Regions from separate parts of the Gossypium hirsutum genome. Here region 1 is linked to region 2. The links are chromatin contacts, called in public Hi-C maps. All regions are on one chromosome and are shown on one strand. The core of a region is the stretch at or near the end of the contact, and the rest is flanking DNA. Distances in the headings are between cores, read along the strand shown.

Region 1 (5,824 bases), core at 2,153-4,652, 130 kb after region 2:
CTTACTCTTCTTACCTTATCCAATCAAATTATCGTACATCCTTTCCATCCATTTAAAGTACATTTCCTGTATTTCTTTCTTTGTATGATGAATTCTGGTTATAAGTTGGAAAGTATTACATGCTGAAGGCATTTTGATAAAATCATGCTGTTATCATTCTTATTGTCAATTCTGGTTAGTTGCTTGATGCAAGGCGTGTCAAGCTTTATCTCTTAAATGTAATGTGTTGCTAATAAACGCAAAGGTCTTTATTTGCATCCAAGCAGCATGTGTTGTTACCTACTCTTAACTGCTGAATTGTTTTCAAACTCTTTCTCCAATTCCTGGTCAAGTTTTGTAGCATGCCAGGTTGGATGGAATTATTTGCAAGCATTTCTTTTTGTATATATTCTAAAGAGAGAATTGATATTAATTGCAATCATTTTTGTATGGTGAATTTGTTCGTTTAAGACAGATAATTCTCTGCACTTTGAATTGGGGTTTGCTGAAATGTTACTTGTTTTGTAATAAATTTGATAGAAAGCAGTAACAAAGAAAATAATTAAAACTTGAGTTTCCTAGCACTGTCGTGCAATTTATGGTTGGATTTGAGAAGTAAATAAGTTCCTGATTGACAACACAGGTAGGGGAGTGGGAGCAGAAATAAATAGCATTTGGTGCCTACCTCTGACATGCCCCATTGTCATCCCTATTGTTTTTAGTTTAGTTATATTCGTGGACTTATGAAATTTTCTTGCTTCGCATCCTTTGCCTGTTGTTGAGGGCTTATTTTATATTGGGTTATATCTCTATGTGATAAAGTCCCTGTTCTTCTGACTTTAGATGAATGGGAGAATTATTTAGAGCGGATTAATGAAGGAAAGTCTACCGGGAATGTAGAAGCTCAACGAAGTAATAATGATTTGGAGCTTCGATTTTGGGCATCTTATCGAGGGCAGACTCTAGCCAGGACTGGTTAGCCAGTATTTCTTTCTTATGGAATACCTGATATATCTAGTCCAGTATTATGTGAAATGCCGAAAGGCTGTTTATTCTTTCAATATGATCTCTCTTATAATCTTGAAATGCAGTTCGTGGTATGATGTATTATAGAAGGGCATTAATGCTACAAAGTTTTCTAGAAAGGAGATCTTTGGGAGGTATTCACTTCAAACCTTATGCAATGACCTGTACTGTTAAGGATAAGCCATTGATATGCTCATACCATATTTTCTTGTTTAACAGTGGACGCATATTCTCAAAGTGACTACCTGACAACTGAAGGCTTTGAATTGTCTCGTGAAGCTCGAGCACAAGCAGATATAAAGTTTACTTATGTTGTTTCATGTCAAATTTATGGTCAACAGAAGCAGAATAAGAAACCTGAAGCTGTTGATATTGCTCTTTTGCTACAGAGGTATCGTTTACCTTTTATTAATTGAAGACAGATAATAGCACCTAATTGACCTTAATTTATAGTTGATTTGGGGGGGCCACTGAGCTGCAAGATTCAGTTGCGAAGTAGTAAAGCATGTTTGGTTGGTCAAAAACTTGGATGCTAGGTGTCTGGCTTGCTTGTCGTTCAGATACTTTAATGCCATTCCTTACAGTTGCAGATCCCTTGTTGTTAGCATTACGATAATATCATTTCATAAAGGCTTTACTATTTTCATTCTGTTTGCTTCTGTATAATTTACTCATGATCTTTGATTAATTGCACCCTGTGGCTTTTATGATATTGGTATGATCCTTGATTTATTGTACCATGTTATGGCTTTAATGACAATGGTATTTTGTTTGTTTTTTCTAGGAATGAAGCCCTTCGAGTTGCATTCATACATGCTGAGGAGGTTGGAGCAGACGGGAAAAGGCAATTTTATTCAAAGCTTGTCAAAGCTGATATAAATGGAAAAGATCAGGTTCAGCATTGATTTTTCTTGTCTTGTATTTATTAAAAATCTTTTATTGGCATGGGTTGATGGTTGCACAGAGTTTTTCTAAGTAAAAAAACAAGTAGTGAGCTAATAACTAGATTGAATATGTATTTTTATTTTGGTGGGGGTAGGCAGAGCATTCCAACGTGCAACATCTTTATTATGGTTTGATGTCCTTTACTACTGATGTGCATTTCCATTCATTCTTTTCACATTAGTTGAATTAAAATAAAGATCCTTATTCAAAATCAAATTTCAAGTGATGGTGGAAAGATAGTAAACAAGTTGCAAGTGCAACAGTGTTCTTTTCTTAATGTTTTCAAAATAGTCATTTGTTGGAATGAGAGCTTGCTTCATTGTGTTCGCTTTGCAAGTACGTTTATGCTTTGTCATTCTTGGCCTTGAAGTCAGTGAGCTATTTCGTCACTTAGATTTGATATGATATGCGCATGCTAAAATTTGACTTTGTTTCAACTTTTTAGGTTGTACTTTGATATATCATTGCAATTATTGGACTATAATATGTTGTGGGAATAATAAACTTTGATTACAATATATATTGTTGAACTGCTTCAGTGGCAGAGCTGAATAATTATCTTCTTTTCTGTATAGATTATGTTTTTTTTTTTACCCTACCAGTCACTGTAGGTTGTTTTACAAGGCCTTTATAGTGCCTTTCTTAGGTGTGTGGTGGATATACTTTCTTGGATTTAATGACTCCTGCCCTTTTATTGCCATAAATTTGCTTGCTGGATAGCTTTTTATATTTAATTTTTTTGTTAAATATACAATTTTTAATGGTTCTGTTTTCTCCTATAATGTTGTAGAAGAGATTTGTTGTTAAAATTTTCTATGCCTTTTTCCTTTTTTCAGGAAGTCTATTCAATTAAACTTCCTGGAGATCCTAAGCTTGGAGAAGGGAAACCTGAAAACCAGAACCATGCTATTATCTTCACACGAGGGGAAGCTATTCAAACTATTGACATGAATCAGGTAATTTAGTATTCTGTGCATTGTTCTGAGTCCTTGTAGTTTTTGTCATTAAAAAAAAATTGAACTTAATATTCGTAATTGAGTGTCAATTAGGAAGCTGGTAAATGCTTCTTTCAGTCTTAACCTTTTGGCTTTTACCGTGATTTTAGTAAAAAGAAAAGAGGTTCATATAGTTTTGTCAGCACTAGTTGTCTAGTTCCACGTCTCTACATATTTTTTATATGATAATAGATTTCAAGAAAAGAAGAAATGAATGGGGCCAGATCTTTTGTTGCCGAGTACTCAAGGCCTGCTGACTTGGATATTTTATCTGTTGGCTTGATAAGTTCTTTGGTTAATTGATTAGTATGCATTATTGTTGGATTTGTCTCACTTTATTTTCTGTTATTTTGGTTTCTTCACTGTTGTTAGTACTCACTACTCTGTGATGAGTGATTGACTAGGAATGCTGGATTCTACCATGAAACTGGTGCTGGGACTAGACCTGTGACCTGTGCATGGGCTGGGCAGCCCCACCCGGTAGGCCTGGCCTGTCTTGGGCTGGGCTTGGACAAGGTTTATGTCTTGGCCTAGCCTGGCTCGAATTTAATTTAAATAATATTTAAAAAAATTAAACTTAATTTTAAAATATTAGTCTAAAAAATATTTTTAATATTTTATTTTTTTAACAGTGAACTGGCCTTTTTGGCCGGGCTGGGCTGAAAATGACCCTGGGCTTACTTTTTGGACTTGGGCCACACTCTGGCCCAGCCCATGGACAGGTCTACTTAAAAAAAAAGATGTAAAAATCTTCATTCTATTTGTGGTGCTTGTAATCATATATTTCTATGGCTGCTTTGATTATGGTTGCTTCAAATGTGGTTCTATTTTCTGCATATTATGGTAGCTTTGATTTCCATGGCTCACTGGTTTCAAGATCTTGTTCTATTTTCATGCTTGTTTATGTTTCCTGGAATCTGTGCAGATAAGCTGCTTGTTATTATTAAGGGAAAGCTGTGAGAAGTTCTAGCATGAGCTTTTTAAAATAAGCTTTCTATCAGTTCCAACTAGACAAAATGTTACTCAATTACACAAATTATTATAACTTATAAAAGTTGTGTAATTATACAATTACACATAACAGTACCCAATTACACAAGAATTACTTATTACATAACTTATTACAACTTTCATAATATTTTGGGTAATAGTTTTTGTAACATTGGGGCTAATGGAAAGCTCATATTAAGGGGCTCTTTTTAGAAATTTCCGAAGGCTGTAACAGAGTTAACACATCATTAACATTTCTGCTTTTTGTTGGATGTCTAGCATTTCAAATAACCATGTTATAGTTTCATTTAATGTTTCTCTGTGTGTTCTAGTCTTTCTTATTAGGTGCTGTCTTTACTTTCTCCACAGATGCCTTGTAATACTTGCCTTTCATGTTGGTTTTTCTTTTTCCTTTTTTTTTTTTTGCAAGGTTAAAGATTGTGGCAATGTAGTATGATTTGTAGTGAAGATTATAAATAATGCCCATAATGCATACAATTACATATTTAAAGATTATAAATAATGCCTTGTAATACTTGCCTTTCATGTTGTCTTGTTGTGTAGGACAACTACCTTGAGGAGGCAATGAAAATGAGAAATCTTCTTGAGGAGTTTCGAGAAAATCATGGAATTCGACCTCCAACTATTCTTGGTGTTAGAGAGCATGTTTTTACCGGAAGGTTTTGTTTCCTTTTAACTGAAATATTCATTCCTATAAATTTATCTCTTTCTTTATCTCCCTAAGACGTACGATGTGGATATATACATGCAGTGTTTCATCTCTAGCGTGGTTCATGTCTAATCAGGAGACTAGTTTTGTCACTTTGGGCCAGCGTGTGTTAGCAAATCCTCTCAAGTGAGTGTATCTACTGTAAAAGGCTATTCCTGATTATATGAATAAAGTTATCATGTGTATCATTTCCCAAAACACTTGAATTTATCGGCAGCAGGTCCTGTTAAGCTAGCATTTGAGTCCTCAAGGGACTTTTCTTTGTATTCTATGATCAATGAAACACCTTTGCTAGCCAGGATTTAGTGTGAATGTTTTATGTCTTTTCCACTGTCTTCTTCCCAGCCACTGGCCTATATTGGACAGTTCTGTCACATGATTGCAATTGTAAAATCCTTTTTTTTATTACGACAGTGGATGAATTCTTGTATGACACTGGGAAGCTTAAAAGAATAGCTGTCAGTGTCTAGTGTTGCTCATTTAATTTTTTTTGAAATTCAGGAAGTATACTCATTGCCACCTTGATGTCATGAAAACATGTCTTGCACATATTGAACTGTCTTCATGGTGTTTATTTTTCAAGGAAAAGTGTTTTTACACTCCTTTACATTATTACTTTCAATTTTTCATGTATGATTGCTTAGTTTAGTGCTTGGGAACTGTAGTTTTTGTTGATTTCTTGAGTTTTCCTCTGAAGCATTAAGATAGGGTTTCTAGCTTGTTTTTCAATCTGCACTTAATATGTTGTTCTTTGAAGGGGCTTTTTCGGTTCATTACTTATGTCCATTTTCATGTGGGGAAAATGCAGAGTTCGTATGCATTATGGGCATCCTGATGTATTTGATCGGATCTTTCATATAACTAGAGGAGGGATTAGTAAGGCATCTCGTGTTATCAATATTAGTGAAGACATATATGCAGGTAAGCTTGGATGATGAGAATTTTTTTTTGTTTCCATTTTTAAAGTGCATTAGAATTCTCAACTCAACTACTTGAGCTACTTTCTTTTCTTCATTTCTTTGCATTTACTTTTGAAGGCCAAGGATACCTTGTACACAAGTGTATCCAAAAGTCAACCCCTAAAACCATCTGATAAACGCATAGGGGAACTGGAGAAGATTTCATTCTTATTTTCCCTGGTTTTAATTTTATTTTTCCT
Region 2 (5,595 bases), core at 3,064-5,563:
TGAAGATTGCAAACTCAGTTTTTCACCTCCAACATTCTTAGTGGATCAGAAAAAATTATATTTATATATGGACTGCTGATTCTCTAACTCGTTTAATGCATTGGAAACCACTCGACATTAATCTTTTACATAGATCATGGTCCTGAATTAATGTACGGTAATGCAAAAAAAAAAAGTTGTAAATGTTAAAATTCATAAATACTACTACTTATACCAAATAAACCATTAAATGTCAGGTACCTTGTTCAGCCAATCTCAATACTAATTAAACCATTGGTGTGTTTTGAAGTTAAAAGTAAATCGAGCAACACTATTTTATTATAAAATCACAACAATCTATTGGCCAAATTTAAACTAAAGGCAAGTAATAATGTTCTCATTTGAGCCGGCAACGCTAATAAAAATTATCAGGTGAACCTACTATTATTGTCTTGGTACTGCTACATATCAGACCGATGTGTTCCAGGCTTATATATCATCTAATTTTTATTCTCAATAAAATATTATTGTATTGACATGCAATTTTTTTTTTTTTAAGTTTGAGATAATAAAAGTTTATTTAAAACATCAACATCTCATACCATATCAACCATATGGCCGGTACACCAGTTCAAACTGGTATTGGCCAAAACACAAACCGGAGCAGCAAAAACACACCGACATTTTGACTGAAATAAAACTTAAATTTACATATTGGTTTAGAATGGGAATGATATGTATCAGCTAGTACGATCAGTACCAATATAGTCCTGACTACCATGAGGCCAACCCCTTTTAAAATATTTCACAGATTATAGGAAAACCAGTAGTTTCTCAACATAATGATGCTGTAAATACTATTTTGTAGCTTTTCTACCGTAGAATGTGGGTACGGAAAGAAACTTTAAAAGATAGGTTTGTGTCAAACGCTCGAACTAGAATCTGAATAGCATAGAGTAAAAATGGTGAACTCCTATAAAACGGGAACTTGTGAACAACTTGCTAAGAAGCCTCTCAGCCTAGTAAAAACAGTTCTGAAACAGCCTATTTTCATAGTTCTTTGGAACTGTTTAATGTGACTAAATACTTCATAGGTCAATGACGCGTGACAACTTCTGGATCCGGTTTAGTAAGAAGTCACCTTGTTTAATGGTGGCTTGGTAAAGAGCATTCTTCGCATCAGGGCGGTTAGTTTCGAGAACACCAGCAACCTTGTCAATCTTGCAATGAAGCTTCCCTGCTGCAATGAAACGGGATAGCTCCCTGGGATCATGGAAGATAAAACACAATTATGTCAGGGCAGGAAAAAAAATACAGCCAAACTCAACCAATTTTAACAGCAATGCTAAAAGTAGGGAAAAGGGTATTTGTCAATGAACCCTAATCCCTAACCTAAAGAGGTCACTGGCTTTAATTACTCACATATCAATGAACTCCACCGTCACTCCAAAAGCCTTTGCCATAGCTTCAGTCGTAACACTTTTGTAGGATTCCAGAAATTGAGAGTAAACAACAGTTCTGACTTCCCTCATGTAAAACCGGAAATGAGGATGCAAATATCGGTCCAGTTTTATCTGCTCCGTCAGGCCAGCTAATATATAATTCAAACAAATTGAATGAACAGATCAGTGAAAAAAAATAGCTTTTATCAAACATGAGATAAAAAATTGTTAATGGCAGTAAAATTTAGACCAATACATACCGAAGGCTAAGAAGAAAGATTTGTACTGGCAATCATATAGAGAGTTTAAAAATTCCGAAAGATGTGGAATTTTTCCAATCACAGTCAGGATTTCAGGAGCATCAACCACCTACAAGATTTAAGAGATTAAGAGACTCGCCCAGGTAAAAGATAATACAGGTCATAGGATCAGAATGCTGAGGCAAACTCCAAAATACCTTTTGTTTCAGGGAAACTCTATCCAATGATATGATGCTAGTAAGCACGGTGTAAAATATGAATGTGTCATAAGGGAAAAGTTCATAAGTTGTGAAGGTTGAAATAGAATCCAAAAATAGATTGGCAGCTTTCTTAAAATTGCGAGTGGACATGCAATACAAGCCTTCATACACCTTTAAACGGTTCTTCCTCTCCCAGTCACCCCCTCCTTCAAACAAGCTGGCATCAAAATAGTAGCAGAGTAAGTAAAAGGCATACATCAGAAGTTATGCAAAAGCCAGAAGTAATAGAAACTGTTGATACATATTGTTATGTACTTTTTTGCTTTATCAATGCTCTTGGAAATAAGATCAAAATCCATATAGAACAAGCCAATTTGCAAAGTATAGAAAACCAAGTCCATCTTTTGGCCAACAGCAACTGTCTTGCTTTCTGTCAACTTCAGTTGCTCCAATGCTTTCTCCTACATTGAGAGGGCACACAAGTCAAGATGAGAAATACAGCACTCAAAAATGAATAGATGAGCTGACATCAGCTTCAAGAGTAATAAACTACAATTATAAATACCTTTTCACCTATCCGAATGTAATATAAGGATTTTGCTAAATGTGCTTCTCGAACTTCACTTTCACCTAAGTTTTCTTCAGCATCAGCAATCCTACAATGCCAAAAGGCAGACATGAGTTAAAACATAATTCAATAAGAAAAGAGTAATTAATCTCATATGTTAAGATTGTTTCTTTCCTTTGTTGAAGAGGCAGACTGGTGGTTGAAAGATATTGCGACGTAGTTTAGATGCGAGAGTTTTAGAAGAAAATTAATGTCATTTCATCATTCTTATATTAAAGCATTCATCATTGACAAAAAATTATTACCTCTTTAATAGATAACATCATTTAGTTCTAAATCCTAATAATATTACCATGCAAACTCTCAAGCAATTGAAACTGAGTTATGATCTTGACTGGTCGTACATCCTTATATAGATAGAAAAATGCTATCAATTCAAACCCCTCTAACTATTTTGTGACTGCTGTGGAGAGAGATTGACTGTCAGGCAACTGACAAGGAGTTATTATCTTGGAAGTGTACATTCTTGTATAGATAGAAAAAAAAATTGCTACAGATTCAAATCCATCTAAATATTTTTTGTATACAGTGTTAGAAGTAAATAATGCTATCTATTGTTTTATAAAACCAGCATTGTTCTTGGGTTGGTACTGCCTTGGGGCTTTTGGTGTGTGTATTTAATTCACCAAAAATAGGAACATTAGCAATTATTACTTCATCCCACTTCGTTTTTATTAAAGACCCTGAGAGTTGAGATAATTCAGCTACTACAATGAATTCTACCAACTCATTATCTATCTAGCTCAGCTGTATTTGATTAACAGCAGTTCATGGGCATACCTCTTGTAAATGTTACAACTCCAAACAAGTAACCATAATAAAGCAACTCTCATAATAACAGCTGCTAATAAAAAATGACCAAGAAAAGTTGCAAAGCATAAAGATATCAAAGCGACAGAAAGAAATTTAAAATTCAACCACTCACAACACTCAATTAAAGTTTCAATTCATGAAACCCCTTATTGGTTCATAATCTGTCTGTTTCTCCAAAAACTCAATCCACTACGAGTTCCCAATCACCAAGCAAATGATACGGTCAATACACGTTAGGCTAAAAGTTCCACATTATATTCTCATCAATTGAGAATTAAACAAACCCTAACCAACAATGTGAACCAAAAACCTTAAATATATACTTCCCATCAACAATTAAGGCCAGAAAACCTAAATCTACGATAAAGTAACTTTTTATTAACTAGCAACCACACAGGAAACGAAAATTAAAGGGGGAAAAAAGAAATACTCACTTCTCGTCAAGCTTCTTAATCTCCTCCTCATTCTTGGCACGCATCGATTCCAAAAGGCTCTGATCCAGCTCCAACACTTCATCAGTAACGAGGGTTTCATAATATGAAGTCATATCTAAAACCACCACAACAACGAAAAAAAAAACAACGCATATCGTGTAAAATTAGAAGCGGAATAATTAACTCGCAAGGAGAAGAGTTGAATCTGGGAAGTTACCATTGGATTGGACCGAGTTGAGGACCTCATCCCTGAGACGGACCTTCTCAATGTCAGAGACGTCTGGATGCTTGAGGAGGAAGACGTTGTGAGCAAGGATGAGTTGCTGTGACTGCTGAGTTCCATCTTGTGTGTCCATGGCTGAGTCGATGCAGTGAACACGGAGTTGGAGCGAAAGGAGCCCTGCTTCTCTTTTGAGATAGCTTGGGAACTGAGAAATAGGAAAATAAATCTGGTTTGGGATAGTATACACAGGAATGAAGAAAAAATTCCCATGGAAATGGAGAAATTATTCTTTAGTCCCTTCCTAGCCCCAACCAATTTTTTTATAAACTATGTTACTGGTGACTAACAATGTTTTTTTTTTTTCATTTTGATTATTCAATTATTTATTTTTATTTATTTTTATCGAGCTATTTTTTATTTTTTTAGTGATAAAAAAATTAAATAATTAAATAATTATTTTGTAATTTTTTATATGGGATGACCAGTTAAAAAAAACCTGTATTCGGGTCACCTCTACTTTACTCTTTTTTTTTTTTTTTGTTTTTAGAGCTCATGGTAACAAAATTAGGCAAAAGACAAAAGAGTATAAAAGGTATAACCAATTGAGCATTTATGAAAAAAAACTTAATTAGCCCTTTTATTAACAGCATTAATGTAGCTTACGAAGCTCCCACATGACATGTTCTGTGGGCAACTTGTTGCCCTTACATACTAGCATATATTTAAAGATAAAAAAAATCTAAAAAAATGAATATTATAAAATGAATTATTAAAAATAGTAAATAATTATAAAAATATTAAAATTTATAATATACGAAAAATCATAAAATTTGTTGTTTTTACATGTCTAAATTAAATTTAAACAATTATTTATCTCGATTTATTTTGAATATAAATTTTAAATATTATAAAAATATTTAAAAGTAATCAAATATAAATAATTATTAAAAATATAAAATATATCGAATAAAATTTAAAATTTAATCTTAATATTTTTATTATTTAAATATTTAAATTTATTATTTTTTGTAAAAAATGGACATTAATACATTTATACAATCATATTTAAAAATAAAGTGTTATAAACTTAGGTCACGTACATTATTAAAAGTAAATTGTTATTAACTTTTTAAGTATAAATATTAAAATTTTTAAAATTTCATCAAAATATAAATACACCACATACAAGTTATAAATTTATGAGGGCACCATATTTTCAGAAAATTAGCTTCTAGGAGGTTTGTATCTGAAACTCATAATTAATAAACAACAAATTAAATTTTTAAATGTTAGATTTAGGGCTATGATTTTAATACTTTTTATGTGCTACTTTTTAATTATCATCATTTTCCTTTTCTAAAATTTTTAAATTTTTAATAATTATTTATAATCTTTGTTTTACCATTTTTATTATTTATTTCTAATTTTTAAAATATTTTTATATTGAGAATTTATGACCAAAATAAACCTAAACATGTAAAAACATTAATCTTTATAACTTTTAGAATTTTTATAAACTTTTTAATTTTTTTATTTAATAATCGTCTTGATAATTGTTATTTCCTTATTGAACATATTTTTATTTTTTTTAGCTCTAGTTTTTCAAGCATTTTGAT

The links. Hi-C and Micro-C count contacts between places; a contact is called where the count stands out from the background.
Region 1: a contact with region 2 is called in a Hi-C map of leaf, with 3 times the contacts expected there. The contact joins the enhancer-like site here to the promoter of LOC107943894 in region 2. A contact is called at or near these places in 7 of 34 Hi-C or Micro-C datasets (callus, hypocotyl, leaf and 1 more).

Annotation. Positions count from the first base shown.
Region 1 is chrA03:16,443,114-16,448,937 of Gossypium_hirsutum_v2.1, forward strand. It overlaps LOC107886163 (callose synthase 10), which reads left to right. Exons shown (of 51, transcript XM_016810012.2): 32 at 823-954; 33 at 1,071-1,139; 34 at 1,225-1,396; 35 at 1,790-1,898; 36 at 2,787-2,906; 37 at 4,500-4,615; 38 at 4,708-4,791; 39 at 5,474-5,586. Among protein-coding and RNA genes, the nearest start is that of LOC107886163, 19 kb to the left of the region's middle. Within about 2 kb of position 3,403, at least 1 of the 9 cell types and tissues checked has an H3K27ac peak or open chromatin away from gene starts, as enhancers often do. A contact at or near this core is called in leaf, where this site is marked.
Region 2 is chrA03:16,315,050-16,320,644 of Gossypium_hirsutum_v2.1, forward strand. It overlaps LOC107943894 (26S proteasome non-ATPase regulatory subunit 6 homolog), which reads right to left and starts at 4,314. Exons shown (of 8, transcript XM_016877704.2): 1 at 3,974-4,314; 2 at 3,757-3,871; 3 at 2,447-2,537; 4 at 2,197-2,342; 5 at 1,879-2,098; 6 at 1,682-1,790; 7 at 1,402-1,570; 8 at 643-1,242. The coding sequence starts at 4,112. The coding sequence ends at 1,068.